2 separate regions of the Mus musculus genome follow, and region 2 is linked to region 1. A link is a contact called in public Hi-C data. All regions are on one chromosome and are shown on one strand. The core of a region is the stretch at or near the end of the contact, and the rest is flanking DNA. Distances in the headings are between cores, read along the strand shown. Region 1 has its middle 16 kb from the start of Nhsl1. Region 2 overlaps Arfgef3 (ARFGEF family member 3).

Evidence for each region. A called contact is a pair of places that touch in the nucleus more often than the background predicts.
Region 2: a contact with region 1 is called in a Hi-C map of the N1E-115 cell line, with 7 times the contacts expected there. The contact joins two enhancer-like sites. A contact is called at or near these places in 2 of 484 Hi-C or Micro-C datasets (the N1E-115 cell line and embryonic stem cells).

What each region holds. Positions count from the first base shown.
Region 1 is chr10:18,388,910-18,394,819 of GRCm38.p6, forward strand. It overlaps a transcript of Nhsl1 not described here. Among named protein-coding and RNA genes, the nearest start is that of Nhsl1, 16 kb to the right of the region's middle. Within about 2 kb of position 3,297, at least 13 of the 459 cell types and tissues checked have an H3K27ac peak or open chromatin away from gene starts, as enhancers often do. A contact at or near this core is called in the N1E-115 cell line, where this site is marked.
Region 2 is chr10:18,712,838-18,718,747 of GRCm38.p6, forward strand. The region is part of intron 2 of Arfgef3 (ARFGEF family member 3); the gene reads right to left. Among named protein-coding and RNA genes, the nearest start is that of Gm32926, 28 kb to the right of the region's middle. Within about 2 kb of position 2,719, at least 1 of the 459 cell types and tissues checked has an H3K27ac peak or open chromatin away from gene starts, as enhancers often do. A contact at or near this core is called in the N1E-115 cell line, where this site is marked.

The DNA.
Region 1 (5,910 bases), core at 2,047-4,546:
TTTCTCCTCTGAGAAAGGCCATCTGTGACTTACAGGGCTTGCCTGGCAGCTTGGGGACGCGTCCCAACCCCTCCATATAGTCTTTCCTTTGTTGATGGGTGGGCTCCATTGCTGTACTTCCCTAACAATTACTGTCTATTGTCTTCATCTTCCGCGGAGAGGTGCTTTCAGCTCTGGCTGCCGCTCCTTAGGATTCCAAGCACTTGGCATTGGGCCCACACATCTGTAGAGTTACAAGCTCCTGAGGTAACTATGCATGGCCGTGGTTTACAAATACCAACACAGACTAGCACCCTAGGATCAAAGCATTCAAGGAAAATGTGCCAGTGTCCCACCTTGCTCCTCAGAAGAGGTAAGAAAGGACTTTTCCCCCCTCAGGGCCAGGGAGATTGAGAAGTCCGGGGAGCTGGCATCCGAGTTGGCCACGGAAAGTGAAGCTGTCAGGGTTTTGGCTCTGTTTAGCTCCATCCTCCCAAACACTTTGATGGTCTCCCAGCCAGCTCTGAAATAGCTGTGAATAGGAATCTGATTGTTGCGTGCCATGAAAGACCAAACAAACTGGCAATTTAGAGAAGTCTTTGTGTCACCCCTCCCTTGCAGCACCCACTTTCTCCACCCCCCCCCCAATAATTAATGTGATCAAATAACCCCCCTCATGTTTAGAAGCCCGAGATCAGCATATCAAAGGGTGGGAAGGGCCTGGCAATCCTTACCAAACTCGCTCTGAGGGAAACAAAACTTATTTGCATAGGAAGAGACTTCTCTCTCTTTGCCTACAGCTGAGGAGTTTCCCCATAACTCCCTGTTTTGGGAGAAAATTGGCCAATTCCCTTTTTGATTCAGTCATTTCCTGAAGGTAATTCCCGAGAGTTGAAGCTCTGGGTCCAAATCCCCTCCGAGGTGGGAATGAATTGACAAGTGGAAGCCCCGGCAGTTTACTAATTCATAACTCTACCCCCTCCTTCTTCGTGTTGCTAAACACTATAATCTGTGACCTGAAAGGAAGAACACTACCAGCAAGTAAATATTGAAAAGGCCCTATGAAGTATAATGTGTGTGAATTGTGCCTGGGGAGCCCGTCTGCTGGGATGAAGTTCTCATCTGCTAATGAAAGTGAGGCGGTGGTTTTACAGGAGGTTGAAAGGAAATACTTTTAAAGTGCTAAGGGCTGGAGTTTAGTGTGTGAGTATTCCGTGTGACTGAGCGCGCACTGTTGTGAATGAATGAACTCTGTGCCACCGAGGACCACTGGGAACCCTGAGAGGAAGTGGAAGCATGACTCACGGATGTGCTTGAACTGTGTATCAAGGTGTGTGTGTGTGTGTGTGTGTGTGTGCGCGCGCACGCGTGCTAACTTCAGAGCCAGATCTGAAGCCTGGTAGGAAGAAAGACCTTGGATCATAGCAAGGAGAGGGCTCCTGGCTTACAGCGCTAGGCTACTACCCACATCTGAGGACAGCGGCCCAGTCTCTTCTGTGCAGTCTCGGGCGTGCATCGCCTGTCCGGAGGATTCACATCACCCTCAAGACTCAGCCAGGCTGGATGTCACTCACGGTGGCTTTGTTCTAAAGGCCTCCAGATGAGATTTATCTAGGCATCTGGTAAGTGAAACTTTTAAGTTTTACAATTTGAACCAAGCTGCTTAAATGGAGCGAGGGATTTGGCTAGAGAAGCCCATGGAGAAGACAACACGCAGTGCGCATCCATTGGTAGCGAAAGTGGGGGCCACTGGGGACCTTTGGCCTCTGTCTCTCGCAGCATGAGTGCCGGGGCTTCCAGAGAAAGGCTCATGATTGTCTGGAGGCAAAAGCTTTTCTCCAAAACTCGTGGAAAGGAAACAGCTCCTTGCTCTCTTGCTTTATACGCTGTAGTGTATTTAGAAAATGTTCAGAGCAGCCTACTAAAACATCCGTGTTATCTGCCTGCCTGCCCCGCCCCATGTTTAGCGCTGCCTATGTGTTTCTACAGTGCTGATATTAAGGAGTTCCTTGGGTGCTACAGTTACCATTCAGTTATTTCTTTCTCTCAGGATAGATTGACAGGCCTATTTCTAAGTTACCTATGTCATTTTTTAAAAGGTGGTCATCTGGTTGAGTTTTGAGACAGTGTCTTATGTGTCACGGGCTGCAGCAAGCCCGTCAAGTAGTCACTGGTAGGCTCTGATCTGTGTCTGCCTGCAGAGTGTTGGGATCACAGGCATGTACCACCATGCCCAGTTTTTGGTCCTGTTTACGGGGTACTGGGGACTGAACCCAGGGACTTGTGCATGCTGCACAGAATTCTACCAACCATGTTATGTCCTTAGCTTACTTTGTTTTATGTTTTAACAGAGGGTTTTACTGTTTTCTTTCTTTAAAAATTTTTTTTTCTTGATTTTTCGAGACAAGGTTTCTCTGTGTAGCCCTGGATGTCCTGAAACTCACTCTGTAGACCAGGCTGGCCTCGAACTCAGAAATCCGCCTGCCTCTGCCTCTCAAGGGCTGGGATCAAAGGCGTGCGTCACCACTGCCTGGCTTTACTGTTTTCTTAAAGGTTATATACTAATTTGTTTTAATTTCTCATGATAATAATCATGCCTCCAAATGCTATCTGGATATAAGACTAAATGTTTAAATATTACTTCTTGGTTTCAGGGTCACGGTCAGTTAAATGGTATCTGAAGGCTTCCGTGCTTCGGTCTCTTTATCCATTCACCTTGAGCCATTAACAGGGTGGTATTAACTACCAGTGCCTTTACTCCTTGGAGATCCGGTACTAATAGCCTGTTACCTGTCCTTTGGTTGATTGTGGTCTACAAATTCTCAAAAAGATGCATCTAAAAATGACAGTGATTTTTCTGGATATGGATCGCCTCTTGAGTTTTGGTGTAGTCATGGCTGTCCCACAAGGTGGCACTATTGCCGTGCTTCAGTGAATCTTTATGTGGAAATCAAGGTCTAGCTCCGCCTGGTTTAAATATCTGTGGTGTCTGCCATTCTGTGTTGTCTCAGTATATTTCTAAAAGGCGAAAGGAAAATGCTAAAACCTTCCTTCTCACATTATCCAATGAATTTTTATTATGAATTCACAGAGTTAAGTTTTGCTCATCATTGGAATCAGGAAAAGGGCTGATGCTGGAATCTCAAAAACCAGGCAAAGTCAGGAACTTCTCTGTGCTTGCTTTCTGAGAACTGGGAGAGTAGTCACTTGGGGGGACCGGAAGTTATGCTTTTAGGAGACAATAGGAGAGACTAGCCTCCATCATGGAGTGGGATTTGTAATATGGGTGTTGGCAGTGAAAGGTTCGACAGGGTCAGGGCTGAGGGGTGAACTGCATTATGAGAGCCAGCAGAGGAGAGCAAAAGCGGAGAGGGTAGAGTGGGCCCAGTACTCTCCTCAGGGGAGGAGGGAGAATCAAGTCAAGACTCCCACTTCTGTTGCAGGGAGCTATGGCTGCCCTCCAGTCGCCAGCACAGCTAGCTCTATCCTTTTCCTTGCAAGGTAACTAACTGGAAACTTAGAGAGCAGACTGAACACCCACTGCTCGGAGAAGGAAGTGGTGGCAGAGACTGTGGTGATGACAGACAGATGTCCACCGATGACAGCTGGGCAGGAGAGCTGAGGTTGGGGGGGATGGGGCACTGTGAGCAGGGGGATCAGAGAGAAATGACCGTGGAAATGGGACTGCGGCTGCAAAGTGAACAAATCCCTTGGTATAGTAGGTGGCAGGGCCGAAGGAGAGGGAAGTGGGGATAGCAAGGGTTTATTATTATTATTGTAAGTGTGTCAGTGGAGAAATTACCCACAGGTCATTTGGCTAAACCTGAGGCCTCTTGTGTATGTCATATTGTGGTTTCAATATGCTGGGCTCAGAGAATGGGAATTGGAGGAAGTGATATTGTAGGGGTGGGCTTTGAGACCCCCCTACTAGCTGCTCATGAGACAATCTTCTCCTGTTTGCTTTTGGGACAAGATGTGAAACTCCATGCACCGCGGCTGCCTGGGTGCTGCCCTGTTTCTGCCACAATGACAATGGACTGAATCTCTGAACCTGTAAGCCAGCCCTAATTAAATGCTGTTCTTTATAAGAGTCCCCTTGGTCATGATGTCTCTTCACAGCAATGGAAACCCTAGCTAAGACAGAGGGGTTGGTTTGTCCCTGCTGAACTACAGACTTGCTCCTTACTCTGAGTATGTCCTAGAAGGCAAACGCAGGCCTTATCCATCTTCTGACTACATATAGATTGCTAGATGGTCTACAGATAATGCATGAGCCAACTGTCTCCATGTGTATCGGATACAGCCTCTCGGGTGGCTCTCAGGTCCTTCTGTAGCAGTTCTGAGCGTCTAGGGTGGAGTCCAGGGGTTTGTAATTTAGTACTGGAAGACGTCACTTGGGACCAGGCTCATTTGGACTCTTTAAATGAAGCAATGCCTGGAACACTGCTCTTTGTTTTGCATGTGTGTGTGTGTGTGTGTGTGTGTGTGTGTGTGTGTGTGTGTCTGTGTCTGTGTGTGTCTGTGTGTCTGTGTGTCTGTGTGTGTCTGTGTGTGTCTGTGTCTCAGGAGCTGTTCACCTTGTGATTCCTCCCCGCCTCCTCACCCGCCGGCAGGGCATGGTGTCTACAGAGGCCAGAAGAGGGCATTAGAATCCCTGGAACTGGAGTTCCTGACTGTCGTGAGCCACCCTGTGGGTGTGGGGAATCAAACCAGGGTCCTCTGGATCAACAGTTTGTGCTCTTGACCACTGAGCCATCTTTTAGCTTCCGTTCTGTCCTTTATCCCTCGTCCATACTGTGCCCACAGTGCCGTAGAGCACTGCTGGGTTTTATCTCTCATGCTGCTGACATGGTGGATGGGTACTCACTCAACTTCTGTTTTGTGACGCAGACACAGGTTTGAAGTTGAAGCCAGGTTCCTCAGCCAGGCAGCGTTTGAATCTGCATACTCCTTCCTAGTGAATCCCACCATTTTCTTTTACTGGTGGTGGCTCTATTGCAGGTGGGTTGTGCGTTCTGCCACCTGCTGGTCATCTACTAAAATACAAATCATGTTTTGAGTCATTCTCCACATATAAGACAGGCTTTCAAACAGGACTGTTCAATAGACATAAATGAGGCATAATGACTGCTTTAGTACAGCCAACTGCTCTGAGTTGAAAGGTTTACATGTAGTGCTGCAAACCTGACAGAGCTAATTTCCTCTTATTTGGAACTTTTATTTTTTTCAGTCCAGGTGTTAAAATTTAATGAGAACAACATGTTTTAAGGGATCAGTTTTCTGTGTTAATCTCACAAAGAATGATCTTTTTATATGCCACATGTCTGTTCTAGGGATAGATGATTTTGGTGGCTCAAGGCATTGGGAGGGCCCTTGAGATTCAGATTCCATGCTGTTGGAGAAGTGTGATCTTGGAAAATGGCTATATTTCCTTGTTATTGGGGTTACTTTGACCATGTGGGACTGTGGGTCTCAGTATTGGCAGGAAGTAACAATTTCCAAACGCTTAACAGAGCACCTGCTTGGTGCAGGGCCCAGCAGGATAAACTGCATAGATGAGAATGTCTGTGTAGTGTGTGACCTCACAGCGACATTTCCTCATTGGGATATCTCTGAGACCCTATGTTCCCGAGCTTCTGTAATTGAAACACACTGAAGTATGTGGTTTCATTTTCATGGTGACAGTCGGAGGCACCATCTGATTCCTTCTGGGTGATTCTAAGTGGTCAGACTCAGGCGGAGTTCGTGCTTAGCGTTGGATGCACCTTTTCCCCTTTCTCCTTTTTGTTTAGGTTTTTGATTTTTATGGTATAGGGATGGAACTTGCACATGCTAGGCAAAAGTACACTGCCTCTGAACTTTGACATCCTCAGCCCCTGGGTTGGATGCATCTGAGACTGTTTTACATTGTAGTTAAGATTAGAAACAACA
Region 2 (5,910 bases), core at 1,469-3,968, 320 kb after region 1:
CAAGAAGATGGAGAGTCAGCAAGGAAGACATCACCATGTTGACCTGTGGCCTCCATATAGGCACTCTTTCACATTTTTCTCTCTTCTTGTTTCTAATACACACACACACACACACACACACACACACACACACACACACACCAGTACACATACATACCCATTCAAACTCTCAGCATACACAAAATAAAATCATGTAATGGTAGAAACCATGCAGGAGGAGCTGCAATGAGCAAGTGAGCTTTTTGGGGGACAACCCTCTCGACTGGGCAATTTTCCTGTAGATCAATACGAAGATGAACTTCCAAAAATTAATATTGTTTAGATGGATTAATTATTTGATAGAACTCCTGATTTAATTTAAATAGTTTTAGGAAGTTAGGGTAATTGATAAAAAGTTAAAGGAGATGGTTTAAGTTATAATAAAGTTAGAATTAAGAATAAAATAGGGAGGAACACTCCTTCATTGCTGGTGGGATTGCAAGCTTGTACAATCACTCTGGAAATCAGTCTGGTGGTTCCTCAGAAAATTGGACATAGTTCTACCGGAAGATCTAGCAATACCTCTCCTGGTATATACCCAGAAGAAGTTCCAAGTGGTAATAAAGATATATGCTCCACTATGTTCATAGCAGCCTTACTTATAATGCCAGAAGCTGGAAAGAACCCAGATGTCCCTCAACAGAGGAATGGATACAGAAAATGTGGTACATTTACACAATGGAGTACTACTCAGCTATTAAAAACAATGAATTTATAAAATTCTTGGGCAAATGGATGTATCTAGAGGATATCATCCTGGGTGAGGTAACCCAATCACAAAAGAAGTCACTTGATATACACTCACTGATAAGTGGACATTAGCCCAGAAACTTAGAATACCCAAGATAAAATTTGCAAAACACAATAAAATCAAGAAGAAGGAAGACCAATGTGTGGATACTTCATTCTTCCTTAGAATAGGGAAATACCCATGGAAGGAGTTACAGAGACAAAGTTTGGAGCTAAGACGAAAGGATGGACCATCCAGAGACTACCTCACCCGGGGATCCATCCCATAATCAGCCACCAAACACAGATACTATTGCATATGCTAGCAAGATTTTGCTGAAAGGACCCTGATATAACTGTCTCTTGTGAGGCTGTGCCAGTGCCTGGCAAACACAGAAGTGGATGCTCACAGTCATCTATTGGATGGAACACAGGGCCCCCGGTGGAGGAGCCAGAGAAAGTACTCAAGGAGCTGAAGGGGTCTGCAACCCTATAGGTGGAACAACAATATGAACTAACCAGTACCCCCAGAGCTCCTGTCTCTAGCTGCATATGTAGCAGAAGATAGCCTAGTCGGCCATCAGTGGAAAGAGAGGTCTTGCAAACTTTATATGCCCCAGTACAGGGGAACGACAGGGCCAAGAAGTAGGAGTGGGTGGGTAGGGGAGCAGGGCGGGGGTGGGGGGGAAGGTATAGGGGACTTTCGGGATAGCATTTGAAATGTAAATGAAGAAAATATCTAATAAAAATTTGAAAAAATGAAAGAATAATTTTTGATTCCCAGGAGAAAAAAAAAAAAAGAATAAACTGGGGCCCATCCCTTGTAGTGAGGGCTGAATAAGTTAGACAGTGACCTTTCATGCCTTTCAAGCATGTAATTGTACTTGGAAGAGAAAAATAAGCTTGGAACAAGTAAATGATAAAAGAAAGCATTCATTCTAGGTTGGGTCTGAGTTCCTGGATCTTGTGATCTAGGGATGTGGCAAAGGTTTCAGTGTGCACCAAGAAAAGGTGTGAACGAAAATAAATAATGCTACTGTGAATACAAGAAAAGGGAATATAGATGATTAGCCAGTTTAGCTGAGAAAGACTTCAAAAATAAGACATAAGATAGCTGATGATCTGTTTCTTGGTATATACAAAATATCATCAGCTAAGCATAGAAAAAACTTGCTAATATCCACTTATCAGTGAGTGCATATCACATGTGTTCTTTTGTGATTGGGTTACCTCACTCAGCATGACATCCTCCGGATGCATCCATTTGCCTAAGAATTTCATGAATTAATTGTTTTTAATTGCTGAGTAGTACTCCATTGTGTAAATAGACTACATTTTCTGTATCCATTCCTCTGTTGAGGGACATCTGGGTTCTTTCCAGCTTCTGGCTATTATTAATAAGGCTGCTATGAACATAGTGGAGCATGTGTCCTTATTACCAGTTGGAACATCTTCTGGGTATATGCCCAGGAGAGGAATTGCTTAGAATATGCTATTAGTACCAGTCAGTTCCCCAGTCATTGACTCCACACTCAGATTTCCTCAGTTTACCTGTGGTGTCAAAGCTAGCCTTTGGTAATATAACTAATATTACTAATATTACTTGCCTAGAGAAGTGTTGTAACAGTGAAACAGTGTACTTACTAGTCATATTCTTAACTGACTTCCCAAGGCCATCCTTATATATGTTCACAATACTCCTTCCATCCTCTGCTTCAGCCTTTCAATTTTCCACTATTTGATCTACCCTGTCCCTCATGAGGTCTCATGGATACAGATACAAACACCTCAGTACTCAAACGCCACAAATAGCTGCTCATGTACAGCTCTTGCACCCAGGAACACAAACACCTATCGTACTACATGCCCTCTGAAAGACACAAATCAGAAACTCAAAGGTGATTTCTGGAAGAGGCATACATAGTCTGAGCAGGGAATTCTGAGGCCTCAGGTATTGAGAATGTAAAAGGAAGGTTTGGGGGGACATTTGGTTGGATCAGAAGAAAGCAAGAATGGAGTCACTGTCATGTAACCTCAGGGCAGGTCCCATGACACGCAGATATTAGAGTAATAACAACTAGCACAATGAACACACCCTATAAATGGTCATCATGTAAAAGCATCTACTCTACTATATGGGCCCATGTTGAATGTATGTTATAGTCAATGATTGCCTAAAGAAACAGAGGGAGGAAACGGGACCCACAGATGGCATAATGGGGCAGCGTGGAGCTCCTGCAGCACAATTTGGAGGAACACATGGGAAGTATAGGATCGACATCACTGCAAACTGAGTTCAAGGATTTTTGGGGGAGGCATCTAAGGGTTGATAATGTGGAACTCAGGGTAACTTTAGAATTATCTATCTAGAAGCAGTAGCTGAAGTTTTAGATGAAATGTCTATGGGGAAGAACAAGGTATAGGATGAAAGGATGGGGTTCTGAGAAAATGTCTCCAAAAAGTGAGTGAAAAAACCAAAAAACAAAAAACCAGGGTATCAATAAGGAAGTCAAAAGGAATCTGTGATAACCAAGAAGAAACCAGAAAGCTGTTCTTCTAACCCATGTCCACTTAGTGCCAGTACTCCAGTCATTGAGTGCCCACTTGGTACAGACAGTGGGGTTGGTATACCTACCTCTTAATTATACTACTTACAGAACTAGGCAGATTGATAGGCAATTATTTCTGTTATCAATGAGACAACAGTCTTGAGGCAAGATAATAACATAACCTAGCAACCTAACTAGGTACCGTAAAACATGGGGCCCTGACAGAAGCATGAGTACTGTCAAAAGTTAGAAAAACAGTAATACCTGGGTCCCTGCTTTAAATAACATAGCTATGCATCAGAGGCAGTCTCTTAGTATCAAGCAATTCAATCCTCACCAGATCTTAAACGCGTTCTCACGACCGGCCAGGAAGAACACAACAAACCAGAATCTTCTGCGGCAAAACTTTATTGCTTACATCTTCAGGAGCCAGGAGCGCAAGCCCCCAAGCCCAAAAACGAAAGCCCCCAAAAACGAAAGCGAAACCCCCTCCCTATTTAGGAGAGTTATCCTTCGCCTAGGACGCATCACTCCCTGATTGGCTGCAGCCCATGGCCGAGTAAAGGCAGAGTACATGTAGTGGAAAATTACTCTTGGCACATGCGCAGATTATTTGTTTACCACTTAGAACACAGGATGTCAGCGCCATCTTGTGACGGCGAATGTGGGGGCGGCTCCCAACAACCAGAGCTTGGACAATGAACACTATCAGGTCAATATCATAGATAAAGACATAGATCATGTATCCATGGGCAAAGCTAGTAAGTGGAAAAGTACAGATCAGAATGTAAGGACCATATAGCAAAAGGGTCTTCACCATTTGCATAGCAACATATTCTCAACGGAATACATGATAACCTGGGAAACAAAGGCATCTACAATACAAACACTGGTGCTTCTAGGAGTTAACCAATATAATGTACACACACACACACACACACACACACACACACACACACACACACATTCTCTTAAATTATTCTATCCTATCCGCAGAGCAGCCTCCTACGACAGCCAATGCACAAAGATAGGATCAATCTAGATATAATAGCACACTCCCATGTAAGATGAACAGGCCCATGAAGCCAGAAAATACAATAGTCTATATCTGTCACTCTTTCATTGACTTTTATCTACAACTATGAAAGTTCCAGCATGGAGTCATTAAATTTAGCCTCAGATATAAAAGTTAAGTGTCAGGATAGTTTGAACATGTGGAAAGGCCAAGAATACTACCACCTCAAGCTGTAGTCCTAAAGTCAAGAGGATCTCAACTGTTCGAGGCTAGCAACCATTCATCAAACACAGGCTTAGCACTTTAAAACTGTCCTCGCAAATGTCTTCCCTCATCTATCTTCAGAGTGCTGCTCTCCTGAATGTTTCTGCTTATACTCATTGCATTCCTAGGGACCCTCCTAGAAGGGCTACTGCCTCCTCAACTCCAGGGTATGCATAGGATACCGAGGCTTGTTATACAGGAAAAGAATCAAATGACTATTGAGGAAACTCATTCATCCTCTTTGGCTTGTAATCAAGAAGCAATGAATGTCCTAGTGAAATCTGCTGCCAAGCAAGTAAATGGCCTTATTAATACCCCAGTGTCATGCTACACTAAAAGCTATATTATGATTTGGGTGTGAAGTGTACCCCCAGAGTTTTATGTATTAGAAACTTGGTCCCCTAGTGAATGGTAATGTTCTGGAGGTTTTGGAAACTCTGGGAGGTGGGGCCTCCTAGAGGAAGTAGACATTGGGCCTGGGCTTTGCTTTCTTCGGTCAGCCAGGAGTTGTGGGGAGACTGTCATCTGCCACAGGCTTTCCTGACCTTAAGCACATAGGGCAGCTATGGCCTGAAACCTGAGCAGCCATGAGCCAAATGCATAATTCCTCATGAAGTTGTTCTCCTGTTTACTATGGTCACAGCAACACAACAGAAATCCACAAAACTAAGCATTTGCCTCTAAAGAGAATGGACTGTCTAGTATTTGATTCCAGCTTTTAACCAATTATTAAGACCTTAACTGTGATAAGGCCAGTATTTAAATGACTTTCCCCCTCCATTGAAATATTAGCTTGATAGAATTTTAATGGCCTTTAAATCATTGTTAAAGAAAAGTAACAATATTACATTAGAAAATGTTATACACACACACACACATGCAAGCTATAAAGGATTATATACTAAAACTCCAGTTTTCTTTATATATTCTTAGAAGAAATAAGCCAGCTATGAAGGGACATTAATTGTAAGGGATGTGGCTTTCACATTTGGGAGTCAAGGGTAGTGCTCACATTTAGATTTTATCAACCTTGTGTAAATTATCCTCCCGACTCTGGTCTAATTTGTACAGTGGGGAATATAATGAAACCTTCCACAGAGTCCAAGTGACATGAGCCTGGGTTTCAATTACAGTTTCCAGGATTTTTCACTTTCTATAGTAAGAATATCCTTAGTTCATACCCAACAACAATACTTCTGTTTTATATATATGTATTGTTTATATATTCATATGTTATATTCATTTACATACTTATTCTGTTAATTTCTAAGTAACTTAAAGTCAATATAGAGTAAGCGTTTTGAAGTTATGACT